Regions from separate parts of the Gossypium hirsutum genome. Here region 1 is linked to region 2. The links are chromatin contacts, called in public Hi-C maps. All regions are on one chromosome and are shown on one strand. Each heading gives the region's core, a stretch centred on a gene start, on an enhancer-like site or on the middle of the called end of the contact. The rest is flanking DNA. Distances are from core to core; before and after follow the strand shown.

Evidence for each region. Hi-C and Micro-C count contacts between places; a contact is called where the count stands out from the background.
Region 1: a Hi-C map of leaf shows a contact between it and region 2, with 2.1 times the contacts expected there. The contact joins the promoter of LOC107948869 here to the promoter of LOC107948857 in region 2. A contact is called at or near these places in 2 of 34 Hi-C or Micro-C datasets (hypocotyl and leaf).

The regions. Positions count from the first base shown.
Region 1 is chrA04:75,586,438-75,590,674 of Gossypium_hirsutum_v2.1, reverse strand. It overlaps LOC107948869 (mRNA-capping enzyme), which reads right to left and starts at 1,363. Exons shown (of 18, transcript XM_016883520.2): 1 at 929-1,363; 2 at 388-555. The coding sequence starts at 516.
Region 2 is chrA04:75,440,318-75,444,638 of Gossypium_hirsutum_v2.1, reverse strand. It overlaps LOC107948857 (heme-binding-like protein At3g10130, chloroplastic), which reads right to left and starts at 1,462. Exons shown (of 1, transcript XM_016883504.2): 1 at 629-1,462. The coding sequence starts at 1,462. The coding sequence ends at 857. LOC107948858 (protein transport protein yos1) reads left to right here. Exons shown (of 2, transcript XM_016883505.2): 2 at 407-859. The coding sequence starts at 410. The coding sequence ends at 643. It overlaps LOC121228319 (small nucleolar RNA snoR27), which reads left to right and starts at 3,082; the gene lies at 3,082-3,173. It overlaps LOC121228320 (small nucleolar RNA snoR27), which reads left to right and starts at 2,879; the gene lies at 2,879-2,978. It also overlaps LOC121228821.

The DNA.
Region 1 (4,237 bases), core at 114-2,613, 150 kb before region 2:
AGATCTAAACAATTTGCCTTGCACAAGAGAAAACACTTTCTAGTATAATGAATATACAAGAGATAATGCCTCAGTGTGTTATCAGTCATCCATGTTACCTTGCGAATAAGTAGCTATTACCCAGACAATCAACTACATTAACACAGACAACTTTAACACACCATATGCACATGAATCCAATAATATTTGTCTTAGCTACAGCCTATCTCGTCTATCCCTCAAAGCCTAAAAAAAATTTCATTCCGGAAGTGCCTAAATCATTTCACCAGGATTGAGAAAATAAATAGGGAGGCATTATTTCCAATCAGTGATACATATCAAGAGCAATTAAATGCATCCTTTACATAGAAAGCAAAAGAAAGCCAGAAGAGAAAACTCCAGACGTACCCTCCTTGAAATTTCAACTGCAGATTCTACGTGTTCTTCTGGTACGGAGTAATGTTCTATATGTCTTTCATATATTTCTTCCTCATCTTCAGGTAATGGGGAAGCATTTAAGTCCATACTAGCAATCATTCAGCATCTACCAAACACCAAACACCATGAATTTTGAACCTATACCAAAAGATAAATAAAATGAAAACAACTAAAAGTTATACACTTTGAGCAAACAAATTCACTAATCAATAATGCTAAACACAAATACAATGGCTACTTCGTCAAATTAAGAACAAAACCTACCTAACAGCTTTTGCTATTTTCTCTCAGACTTTCCTGCCTTCTCTTTTTCTTATTTGCCTCAGGCTTAATTTTTTTAAGATACAAACGACGTCTAACTGGTGAGCGAAGTAAGAAAACAATTCGAAATACCCTAACCAACAAATTAATTATACGCAAGCAACTCCATCCTTCAGGCAGAAAAAACGAAACCGTCGACCAGAAAAAGAAATAAATAAAAAATGGAACACGAAATTAGCTTCAAACTCACTGGAAACATGTAATCTACGGTGAAATTACAGCTAAAAGAAGATCAAACAGGCCGTTGAAGCGGTTAAAATAAACTGATGTCCTCTTTTTTCCGTCACCTACGGAATCCAATAAACTCGGAAACTTGTTCTGTAAGCTGTAGGGACGGTACAGAATGGGGTGTGAGAGACAAAGATGCACGGAGGAGAAGAGAAATGTATCTGTAAAAGTATCCCTTCGAAACCCTAGAGAGAGAAAGTCGTTGGTTATTTCGAAAGAGCAGATATAGAGAGAGAATAGTGATCAATAATTTTAAAAAATCGCTCCCATGTCAGGTCCGAGAGACAAAGATGCACTGAGGAGAAGAGCAAAGTGTCAAGATTCCAGTTTGGAAGAAATCAAATAAATATGGAGGATAAATTAAATTGTTATAAAATATTCTACTCAAAAAAATTTTAAAATAATTTAGAGAAATATATGAAAAAAATAATAATTATTCAGGGAAATGCCCAGGGAGAGGCATTATTGGGATGGGAATGGAAAATTCGGTGAGGGGTAATATCGTCATTAAATTTATATTTTTCACTTGAATTAAATTAAATAATTATGGGTGTGGTCTACCGATGTCAAAGATAGGATATGAAATCTATTATTAGGTTAAATATGTTATCAGTACATGGATTTGTATTGATTTCTTTATTTTAAAAAGTTAAAAATTTAATTTTTTTATTTTTTCAATTTAAAAATTATTAGTTTATGTCTAAATTTATCAATTTAATATATTTATTTTATGTTAATCATATGTCATACCATATGAAGATGTTCTAATCAAAATTTTAAGTTAATAAATTTTAATAGAAAATATTTATGAGACTGAAATTTTTAAAAATTAAAAAGTAGCACTTAATTTTTAAATTTTTAAGTACATAACTTAAATTTTAAATTTTATCAAACTACAAAGACTAACAACAAATTTTAACCTTTTTATTACTACAATACTAGTGTGAATTAAGTTGCTTCCTATAAGTCAAAACTGCTATAGGTTAAAAATATTTTAAACTTTGCTTTGATAAGTAGATATATTTTACAGATTTTAGACCCAAACTTTTAGCATTTTACATGATCCTTAGGTAAAATATTACATTTTAATTTCGATTGTTTGTTTTGAATCTAATTTGCATTTATTTATCTTTTTAGTGAATTTTCTTTATTTTATGCATTTGTAAATAATTGAATTCTAATTAAGTGTTTTTGAACTTGAAATAGATGCATAGAAGCTTGAGGCTCAAATTTTGAGACCATCAAAGGATCAGATGAAGAATCAAGGCAAAGTGGGGCAAAAAAACAAGGAGTTTGGTGCCTTGGCACAACAATTTAGCACCCCCACCCCGGCAAGCGAGCAATGGCACCCTCACCCTAGTCAGCACTCCAATGTGAGATGTGAACAAGCTTTGTCGGCGGCCTAGTACCACTTGGCACCCTTATGTCTCACCTCGCGTGTCCCAGCACCAGCTAGCCTATTTTGACTCAAAATTTCACATTTTGACAAAGTACTAAAGGTATTTTGTGGTTTTTTATGACATGAATCAATTTTCTGTAGCCTTATTTAGGTTGAAAATATACTATAAATACTCTATTTTAAAAGGAAGGTAGGATTTTTAGCCATTTAGAGATCGAATAGTTTTTTTTTTGAGTTCTTTCAATTTTATGGCTTGTTAAACTCCATTGTTTTTAGTCGATGGCTTTTATATATTTATGTCGTAATTTACGTTTATGTGGGTTAGATGTGTGATTTGGCTTAAATGAACCTTGATGAGGTGAGTTTGTTTGTTAGAATTAGGTCTCTCTTATTATTAATGTTGTTGGTAAGTTAAATCCAAGGCACTGAGTTATAGGATTATTTATCGATTAGGGAAGTAATCTCAAACAAGCTACCTCTTGGTTCCAAATAGATAATGACAAATTGGTTGTCTAGGGCTAAGTCAGCAACTAGAACTAATTTACTAAAGGCGTTGAGGACACCTTTGCATCGATGTCGAATTCATAAATCAAATAAAGATTTTTATTTGGCTAGAGCTTTTTTCCATCAATTTTTCTAAAACTTTTAATTATTGCTTTCTTCCATTTAAGTTTTCAATTTAAATTTACTTTTCTATTTCATAAACCCCTTTTAATTTACTTTTATTGTTTTTGTTTGAAGAAATAAAGTTATTGTCGATCTCTGTGGATATGACCCTACTTGCTACTTCTACTAATTTCTCTTTTTCAAGTAAATTTTATTTTTGTAGGTCTCAATAAACTAACACCCTTAAAACTTAATTTAGGTAAACTGCACCATTAGTCACTAAATTATGGGTCAATTTTCGTTTTGGTCACTAAACTATTCAAAAGTTTTCATTTAAGTCGCAATGTAGTTAAAATTAATGTTATATGGCTTTCTCTATTCGCACTGCCTACACTAATCAAAAGCTCTCTTTCCTATTCTCTTCTACAGTTCAGTTTTTTTTCATGAAATAACTTTAGACATCACGAATCTGTGAATCAAAATTCAAATAGCTTTTTTCTTCGATCTCCGATACTTACATCAGATTGACTTAGATTTAAGGTATATTCTTCTACTCATCAATGGGTACTAATCCACCATATTGATAGTCGAATCGTCGCTTAAAGCTCACTAGCGGAACTTTTATGTATAAAAAAACTTAATAGCCTAGTGACTTAATAAAAACTTTTGAATAGTTTAGTGACTTAAATGAAAATTTTCAAATAGTTCAATGACCAAATTGTAACTTTTTTTTAATTAAGTGACCAAAACAAAAACTAACCCATAGTTTAGTGACTAATGGTGTAGTTTACCCAATAATTTTAAAGTAAAAGAACAAAAATAAATGTAAAAAAAATATTTTTAATAAGTTTATAAATAATAATTTACATAAAAATGATTTTTATACTATTATTTAAAATTGTTATACCTTTACACCTCTTGGACATGTGGCATCAAGAGAAGCCACCTAAGAGACTCCTGTGAATGGCTTTCTATTTCATATCGCTCGGTTGGTCTTCCGCTTTACATCACTCGGCTACCCACGCACTTCACCCTCCATCAAACCACCTGCCATCGAGCAACCTATTTTTTAGTAGGAACTTACTCCCATTTAATGGGGACCGCCAAGGGACCATTAAGGTATAATAACCTTGTACTACCTCAGCTAAAGGAATGTCACACCAATACTACGCTTGGTGACAACCAACGCATAACGACCTTGCCACTTGGCCGACCACACATTCTCCATGTCCTGAGTTTGTCGACGACGTGACACTAGCGGACAAG
Region 2 (4,321 bases), core at 213-2,712:
CAATCTTTTTCTCTTCTCTGTTTCCATGGAAATGCTCTGTTTTGACTGATTGTGTTCTCAAATCTGAATTTCTCAGCAAGAGAGCTAATTTCAGGAATAAATTCTAGATTTTTTTATGCGAATAGTATGTTTTACTTGAATTCCATGATCATAAACCTCATATCAACTAAATCTTTTTTTTTTAATTGTAAAATCAATCATGTTGCTTGTTCATCAGAATCATTAGTTTTTTAATCAAAGGATCAACTTTTGTTGTACATGCTAAGATTGGATTTTGAGGCTATATTTTATATGTATTGAGAGTTATTGAGCAGCCTTGGTTGTTGTTGACACTTTACGGTAAATTTTGAGATGAATTTCTTGGTTTATTACATGGCCTGAACTTGCGTGCCTGAATTTTGTGCAGAAAATGGGGTTCTGGACATTGGTAGAAGGATTGCTGCTATTTGCCAATGCATTAGCAATACTGAATGAAGATAGGTTCCTTGGTCCAAGAAGATGGACTTTAGCAGAATTTCGAGGAGGAAGAAGAAACACTCTCAAGGGGCAGATAGTTGGGCTCATACATGCATGTCAATTCCTCAGACTACCACTTATCCTTTTCAATATCATCAAAGTTAGTCTCTGGTTGAGATCAACATGAAGAATAAATTCATGGCTTGGGACATGAATGAATTAATCCATACATACTCTGATGATATGTTAATAAGCTGTTTTTGCCCACCTGTGTGTGTACAATACTCGAAATGATAGAATAAGAGAATGGCTCATATGCTGGTAAGACCATTTCTTTTTGTAGCCTGTGCAATCCAAACTTGGGAGAAAAGAAGAGCTAAACAAACATACAGTTTTGCATTCACTCGACTGGTAACATGACTTCATTAGTCCTGAAAGCAGGTAAAGTCCATGGAGGATTATACCTAGCCAACAAGAACTGGCCAATCACCTTGTACCCATCTCTCTCCAAGCTTTTCTTCAGATTCTCCACCTTCTCTTCCACCACCTTATCCGTCGCCACTCCTCCAAACTTCACCACCCCATATTTCCTCTCCCCTTCTTCCTTTATCACCACCCTCTCATCCAAAGGCTTCGGTGCTTCCTCCGCTGTCTTATACGTCGCCGGCAATAGGAATTGCATGGTCACCATGTTATTGTTGTCACCCTTTGTCACCACAGTAGCAGTCATGGGAATCTTTTCACTTTCATTTCCAGGTGATCTAGTTATCACTGGAGCTGTCATTGCTATCTTTTCAGGTTTTGCGTTTTGGGGATTGCCTAAAGCACCGATGTAATTTGCCAACAACGAAAAGCCACCATCTTTATTCCCCTTGAACTGAGATGGATCGTATGTGACTTCAGCTGCAACTGCTGGTGGGTATTTTCGGATTTCATAGTCAGCCGAGGATTGAACCACTTCATACTTTGGTGTTTCCACTGTGATCTTACCAAAAACCATACCCATGTTGGTGAAACAAGTTGGATTTAGAAAAGACTTTTTTTGGATTGAACTTGAGGATTCAAGCCACAATCTTTTATAACCAGACGAAGGCCACTGAAATCTAGATTGTTCAATCCAAATAATGCCATTACTAGGGGAAGGGGTAAAGACTCCATATACAGTTGTCCTTGATTTTGTGGTACGAATTTGGAGATGAACTAGTGGACTTCTTTTATCCACGACCTCAATCAGTGGAGAGACTATGGGCTTACGGTTTCTCAAGCTAAGCCTTGATAAAAATTATAGAGTATACCATCAATCTTCATCTCATGTAAAAAAATTCACCAAATTATTAATAAATTTAAGTTTTAATTACTTAACTTCAAAAATTTATAAAATAATCATTAAACTATTTAAAATTTTTATTTAAGTTACTGAGATTTTTTTAAAAGTCCAGTTAACAAGCTTTAAGCGACGATTTAATGATTGATATGGTAAAATCCATCAACAACTAGAATAACATATCTTAGACCCAAATCGATCTAACAATCAATGTCGAAAATTGGAAAAGCTAATTAGATTTTGATTCGTAGATTTATGATGTTCAAAATTGTCTTATAAAAAAAATTGAATTGTAAAATAGAAGAGTAATGAGAGCTTTCAATTAATGCAGATAATGCAAACAGAGAATGCCATATACAATAATTTTAATAACTCAATGACTTAAATAAAAATTTCTAAATTATTTAATGATCATTTCGTAACTTTTTAAAATTAAGTGACTAAAATTTAAAATTAGAGTAGTTTATCCAAAAATACATAAACGAAAGTAGTGACAGGTTTGATTTCAATGTTGTATAAACTTGCACTGTACTGCAGAATTGCCTTCAGCCATGGATGGGCTCAGAATGACATAAATTACACCCAATAATCTGCTAAATCAAAGCATTTTTTATTCTTGAAAACAATACAAGAGCAGCATCAGTACTGGATTACAGCCAATAGCCCAAGACCCGAAAACTTCGGAATTGTTGAGTTCCATAATACGTTTCAAATAACATAGAAAATAGGTCCAGAAACCCATAAAATATATGGGGCTTTTATAGAAAAGGCTTTCATTCACTATTAAGGCCACCTTGGTTCAATATCTTAGGGTTTTGCTCTAAATTCTAATCAATATATAAGGGGCATACCTAGGGTTACCAGTGTTTCAAGGTACTTTTTCTGAAACAAAACTGGTCTTTTTAACACAACAATCTGAATTTCTGTTTCCAGATGGTTTATATGTTTTTATTTGCTGCACCTATTTTTTTCATATCGATGAGGAGATAATTAAATTGTTATCCTTGCACTTCGATTGTCAGTGAAGAAACAAAGTGGGCAATTTTTTGTATCTGAGATGCTTCGTTTTCAACCCTTTCCCTTTCTGGGTTTTGGTTTTATGGATCAAAGATGTTAAATTTTATTCTGCGTTATCTATCTGATAGCCCTTTCTTTAAAAGGAAATGAAGATAACACTAATCACATACTGAGATCCTGTTTAACCTTGAATTTTTTTTTCTATGTTACTACATTGTTTGGTTAAATTGAATCCCTTGCTTGAGTTGTTAATCGATGCTGAATGAGTTTGTGGATATGCTTTCATTGGGTCTATGATGCTACTTTACAAACTGCGTTATCTCTCTGAACTTCCTTTTATAAGGATTGAAGACATTTTTCCATGCTGAGATCCACTGCTGCTGTTTTAGTAACATGTTCATTGCCTGTGTTGGTTCATTCAGGTGTCTTATCGTTGGAATTTAACACCTATGGTTCTTAATACATTTACAAGAATAGGGTTAACATATCTATAATCTTAATGGATAACTTAGGATTGAGTAGTTTACTCCTTTGGTTTTCACATGAATTTACCCTTTTTGTTTTTGTTTTTGCTTACAATTACATCAATCTTGAACTGTTGGTCGTTCATAGATACCTTCATTAGATGACAAGATTTTGAGAATTTAACTTAGGGGGGATGTGTTTAGGGCTTATTCTGTTGAACCTAGAACTCCAGTTGATTTAATAGGATGTAATGTGTCTGAATGCTATCCTGTTTAAGATTCGAGCCTTGTAAAATCTGCTACAATGTCTTTAGTAACATTTTGTTTTGAGGTTTCCTGGTCGGTTAAACTTTCTTCTTAGGAAGTTGGCTGTGAGTGACATTCTTTTCCCTAAGGCTTCACTTCTTAGTGATCAGTTTCCTGCTTTTTACCTCTCGTGGATCCAAGCAAATATTGAGTCTTAACTGTGCTTGAGCTCACCCAACCAAATTTGGATGCCAAGAGCAAGATGTGTGTTGCTGTTATGCGTGGTTGAAGGTAGCTTATGGTGTATGCTATGTTCAGAGGCTAAATGAGCACAAAGGAAGGTGATCCGTCCCGGACAAGAATTCATCCTACATCGTGGAATGGATTCTGAACAACTGCGTAATCAATGCTTTGATTCTAGGATGTTATTATAGAATGTAAAACAATGCTAGAAGAGTACAAATTCCAGAAAGAATTAATCTGGAAAGCTTGTATGCCTGTATGAATGTTAAATATATTGATAATTCAATTTCAATTCTTTATACCTTCGAGCTTGAAATGCTATATTTTTCCAGCCTTCCATGCATATTGTCATTGTTGAATGTAGCCACAAAATCCAGCAAATGGTATCTCTCGGCGTTGAATGTGGTCACAAAATCCAGCGACTGTTATCTCTCGGTAAAGTTCAGAGATAGCTTTTATTAACAATTGGAGATCAAATTGTTTAGTGTTATTGATATTGGGAGCGTAAAGTTAGTAGTCGGTACTATAACCATAATTGTTGAAGGAGTATGCAATTATCGATTTTATTTTT